Regions from separate parts of the Mus musculus genome. Here region 2 is linked to region 1. The links are chromatin contacts, called in public promoter capture Hi-C maps. All regions are on one chromosome and are shown on one strand. The core of a region is the stretch at or near the end of the contact, and the rest is flanking DNA. Distances in the headings are between cores, read along the strand shown.

What was found. Capture Hi-C pulls out chosen DNA fragments and counts their contacts.
Region 2: a contact with region 1 is called in a promoter capture Hi-C map of liver, with 2.6 times the contacts expected there. The contact joins the promoter of Catsperz here to the promoter of Rce1 in region 1. A contact is called at or near these places in 1 of 39 promoter capture datasets (liver), 1 of 484 Hi-C or Micro-C datasets (B cells), 1 of 115 datasets of contacts at active chromatin or transcription factors (embryonic forebrain) and 2 of 9 other capture datasets (adipose tissue and liver).

The regions. Positions count from the first base shown.
Region 1 is chr19:4,624,371-4,626,933 of GRCm38.p6, reverse strand. Rce1 (Ras converting CAAX endopeptidase 1) reads left to right here and starts at 1,289. Exons shown (of 8, transcript NM_023131.2): 1 at 1,289-1,501; 2 at 1,639-1,741; 3 at 1,838-1,921; 4 at 2,171-2,249. The coding sequence starts at 1,317. It overlaps Gm960 (predicted gene 960), which reads left to right. Exons shown (of 15, transcript NM_001033447.3): 15 at 744-1,093. The coding sequence ends at 1,093.
Region 2 is chr19:6,924,085-6,926,647 of GRCm38.p6, reverse strand. Catsperz (cation channel sperm associated auxiliary subunit zeta) reads left to right here and starts at 1,268. Exons shown (of 5, transcript NM_001039494.2): 1 at 1,268-1,356; 2 at 1,542-1,854. The coding sequence starts at 1,339. It overlaps Kcnk4 (potassium channel, subfamily K, member 4), which reads left to right. Exons shown (of 7, transcript NM_008431.3): 7 at 273-986. The coding sequence ends at 665.

The DNA.
Region 1 (2,563 bases), core at 40-2,539:
TTCCAGAGAAACGTGCATTCATTGACTCAGGAGGAATCAGCCAAGGCAAGACTCTGTAAATCTGCACCTGCGAGGCTGGGGATGTAGCTCAGTGTCAGAGTTGGTTTGCTTGTCAATACCGAGTTTGATCCTCCTCTGTGTTTGTTCTTCCAAAACTGGATCTACTACGGATTAGTGATGGTGGTTCCCAACCTTCCTGACGCTGCCACCTTTTAATACAGTGCCTCGTGCTGTGGTGATCCCCAACCATACAGTTATCTTCAGTGTTACTAATTAACTGTCATTTTGCCACTGTTATGCACCACAGTGTAAGTATCTGATGTGCGACCCGCAGGTTGAGAACCGCTGAGCTAAAGCATGTTCACGAGTGTCTAATTCCAGCACTTGGGTGTTAGAAGCAAGATGATCACTTTAAGGCTAGCCTGGGTTTCAAGAGAGTCTGTCTGAACATCAACAACAAAAAGCTGCCTCTGTAGTAACTGCCTAGAACAATACCAGAGAGAGATTGAGTTGCTTATTGCCCGAAGCAAAGCTTAGGTTCAGAGAGGAACTTGAAATGCATATCACCTAGTTTGGGCGGAAAGTTAGATGTCGCCTATCATGGGAGGTCAGGTACTGAAATGTTTTCATCCGGAAAGGTGGAGCGGGAGAGTTAATTTAGAACGATACCCCTGCCCCAACAATCTCTGTAGCATTGGCACAAATCTTCGGGAGTAAGATGAAATGGGCTTGTTCTCTCCTAGAATCCATCGGGCAAGCAGAAAACAAGAGGCCCAAGAGGGGCAGCCCCAACCATGGCAGGGAAGAATCGCGAGTTCTGGGCTCAGCAAGAGACCGGAGCCCGCCAAAATCCGCCACGCGCGACCGCGAGCTCACCGAGGTCTCCCTCACTGCTAGAGGATCGCAGACCCAAGCGGCCCACGGCAGGGCCCAGGCGGCAGAGGCAGCTAGCCCTGCGGGCGGCCTGGAGGTACCGCAGCGAGAGCAGGGCGGGTGCGGGCCTGAGCTACCACCGCCGGGTCCTCACCACCGCCTCCTCTGCTCCCGCAGGACTTGTGGCTACAGGAGGTATCCAATCTGTCCGAGTGGCTGAATCCGGGACACAGGTCCTAAGCATTCTCTCTGAGACGCCCAGCAAGCCAAGGAAGCCCGGGACACGTGTGTCACAACTTCTGTATTTCAATAAAGCCGTTCCAAGCACAAAGTATCAACTATCGTGCAAGGGGAGGGGCGCCCGGGGGACCCGACAACTCGCGCCGCCGCCTGACGTCACCTACGCCGTCGCGTCACTGCCGCGCGCCACGGGTCCGGGCGTGATGGCGGCGCTGGGCGGGGACGGGCTGCGTTTACTGTCGGTATCGCGGCCAGAGCGGCAGCCCGAGTCAGCCGCGCTGAGCGGCCCGGGCTCGGGGCTGTGCTGCTGGGTGTCTGTGTTCTCCTGCTTCAGCCTCGCCTGCTCCTACGTGGGCAGCCTCTACGTGTGGAAGAGCGAGCTGCCCAGGTGCGGGGGATGCGCGCGCGGCCGGGATCTGCGCCCTCGTGGGGCGGGGCTGCGGGCGGAGCTTGGGCCGGACGGGGGTGGGGCCGCGTTGGCGTGGTTGCTGCAGGCCCCCCGGAACTTACTGTCCCTTTTCCTAGGGACCACCCCGCTGTTATCAAGCGGCGTTCCACCAGTGTCCTGGTAGTGTCCAGCTTGTCCCCTCTTTGCGTGCTGCTCTGGAGGGAACTCACTGGCATCCAGGTGCGAAGGAGGTGGGTGGGGCACAGGGCAGCTAGGGGAAGAATCTAGAATTTTGTGGGAGGGAACATCACTAACGCCCCCTTTCCTGTGGCTCAGCCAGGCACATCACTGCTTACCTTGATGGGCTTCAGGCTGGAGGGCATTTTCCCAGCAGCGCTGCTGCCCCTGCTGCTAACTATGGTGAGTCCTGCTTTATTTTTCCAACTCTGTTGTCACTAGTGTAATGACGTGCCCTGCTTGGGTACAGCTTTTGGCAGATGGAAGACAGGAATTATGATGTGGCCCCCTAAGCTTCTGGTGTACATGGCTGGGAAACCCTAGAACTCAGGAAACCTGAGGTCTGGTGAGGCTGACCAAGGGCATAGGTGTGGGCAAGGTCATTGGATTGTGGTAAAAGGCTTTCATTTTATGTTTGCCCCCCCCCCCCAGATCCTTTTCCTGGGTCCACTGATGCAGCTCTCTATGGATTGCCCTTGTGACCTGACAGATGGGCTGAAGGTTGTCCTGGGTGAGTCTTCAAGACTGAGGAAAAGGTAGGCACAGGCAGTCCAGAACACTGGGGAAAGGAGTCAGTGAGATGGTGTGATCTGGACTGAAGAGGTGAGATGTCACCTCTCAGCGTGTGTTTCCACATCAGTAAAATGGATTACATTGCTGAGTACCCTGTAAGTGTGATACTCAAGGAGGCCTGTCTGGACCACAAACAGCACTTGATATGGGCCAGACAGCATCTTCCCCTGCTCTCTCATCATTTGGCTTCCCCAAAGATTGGCCTTGGTAAAATTTGGGTGCCTCTGGAATTTTCTGTGACTCCCTCATCTA
Region 2 (2,563 bases), core at 19-2,518, 2.3 Mb before region 1:
TCCCAAATATTGCATGAGTCGTCCTGGTTTTGTAATTTATCTGCATTTTGCTAGCCAAATACAGAGAGGCAGTGAAGGTTGAAACAAACCCGAGGCTTTCAAGAAAGGTTCCTAGAGAAGGGAGTGCTTTTGGGCCAATGCAGGAAGGGACAGTGTGGCTCTGGGATCATCCACAGGCTGAGGTTCAAGGGTCAGGCAAAAAGGTGGATGCAATTGGTAAAAGGGCAGCTTTCGGAGCTGCAATGGGTCGACCCCTTTTCCTCTCTGTGCAGATGGGTGGCCTAACGGCACAGGCTGCTAGCTGGACCGGCACAGTGACAGCGCGAGTGACCCAGCGAACTGGGCCCAGCGCCCCGCCGCCAGAGAAGGAGCAACCACTCCTGCCCTCCTCTTTGCCGGCACCGCCTGCTGTTGTTGAGCCAGCCGGCAGGCCCGGCTCCCCTGCACCCGCAGAGAAGGTTGAGACTCCGTCCCCGCCCACGGCCTCAGCTCTGGATTACCCCAGTGAGAATCTGGCCTTCATCGACGAGTCCTCAGACACGCAGAGTGAGCGTGGCTGTGCCCTGCCTCGGGCTCCTCGGGGTCGCCGCCGACCCAACCCATCCAAAAAGCCTTCCAGACCCCGGGGTCCTGGGCGACTCCGAGACAAGGCCGTGCCGGTGTAGGGGCAGGATCTCTGGACCCGGATCCCACGCCAGGGCTTTCGCTCTTGCTGATGCTCAGGCATGCTTGGCTTATTTGACCAAAGAGCCGTCCCTCTTTTGTTCCACGTGGTTGCAACCCTGACAGGAGTCCAGTGGTTGCCAAATGCCACCGCTCTTCCCTGGCTGGTTCTTCACATCCAATCATTTCCAAAGCCCACCATCCAAGGCTTTCTGCCTCGCTCCCCTGCCGGTTTTGACCCTCACACCTCACAACTGTGCCTCAAAACCTGCACCAATAAAACAAAAACTCTGCACTACCGAGTGCATGCTCCTGGGTCCCAAGTGGGTGTGCGAGTGCTTTTCTCGCGCCACCATGGGCTTATATCAGGCCCACTGCCGTCCTTGGGCCCCCACACCGGACAAGTCATGCTCTTTTGGTTAAGTTCAGGTATTCAGACTCTTGTCTCTGCCTGGAGGAGACCCGGACTCGAAACTGGACTGGGTACTTCCAGTCTTGGCATTGATATTGGGGGTGGGAGCAACTTAGAGTCTTGATGCAATCTGCAGTTTGAAGTCTCCTCCCGCGAGACCACTATAACCATCCGGGAGGAGACTGCCCCTCCCCCTTCCTGGAGCGTGACCCCCCTCCCTTCTCGATTGAGCCCTGTGGATACTGGTCCGTTGGTGCAGGACGATGGAGGAAAGCGTCAAAGTAAGAAGTCTGCCCGAGTTCCCCAAGCCCAGACGAACCTTAGTACTCCTTCAGGTCTTTAGAGTAACCTGCCATTCAGCCTGGGGGCTTGGCAGCTCTCCTAGAGTCCCCAATCCCAGTCCAGTCTCCCTGCTCCCTCCAGCTCCCTGAATTCCTTGGCTACCTTACCTGTGTGTGACCCGCAGCCGGTGCCCAAACACGCAAACCATCGCCGCAGCTCGGTCAGATCCAGCCTGTACGGAGATGTTCGTGACCTATGGAGCACGGCCACGATGTCCACAGCGAATGTGTCGGTATCCGACGTCTGCGAGGACTTCGACGAAGAGGGCAAATCTGTAAGAAACAGGATTCGCAAGTACAGCCAGACCATTTCTATTAGGGACAGCCTCAACCTCGAGCCAGAGGAGATCCAGCAGCAAGCACGTCGAGAGCTTGAACTGTGCCATGGCAGGTCCTTGGAGCATGGGGAGGACCACGAAGAATCTGAGACCTCCTTAGGTCAGTATAGCCTCGCCGAGGCGATGGGTGTGCCATAAGGGTGGGGCTAGCCCGGGTCTTAAAGTGCCTTCCTGCAAAATGGGGGTAAGCCCATAGAAACCCAAGTTTCTAGGATTTCTTAGGAGAGGGCTCAGGCGAGAACCGTTCACGCTTTAACTCAGACATTCTCTGAGCTCCCCCTACCGGGCAGGCGTCCTACTACGAGGAACCCGGGAAACGCACAGGCAAGCAGGTCAATGAAGACCTAGTCAGTTTTTTGTTTGTTTTTTTTGTTTTGTTTTGTTTTGTTTTGCTTTTTATCTTAATGTGGTGCTGGGGGTCGAACCGAGTACATCACTCTTGGTAGGAAAATTCTTTACCACTAAGCATATTTCGAGCCCTCCCTCACCTGTGCGTTTAATTTCATCACTGCACCAGCTGAAAGGACAGAATTCCTTCCCTGGCTGGGATCTGGCTGTTTGGAAGTCTCTCTTTTGGTCAATAGTTACTTTATTGTTGCTTTGTATTTCTTTTTGGAATGAGAGTCTCACTGTATAGCCCAAGATGACCTTGGATCTTGGTATCTTCCTGAGTGTTGGGGTTACACACAGTATGCCAAGCACTGTTTGAGATGTGTATGTGTCCATCCTCTGTCCCGTCCGTTTCCACCTTCATCAAGCAATGAGTACTGATAAGAACCCAGTATTCAGGAAGCTGTGAATTCAAAGCT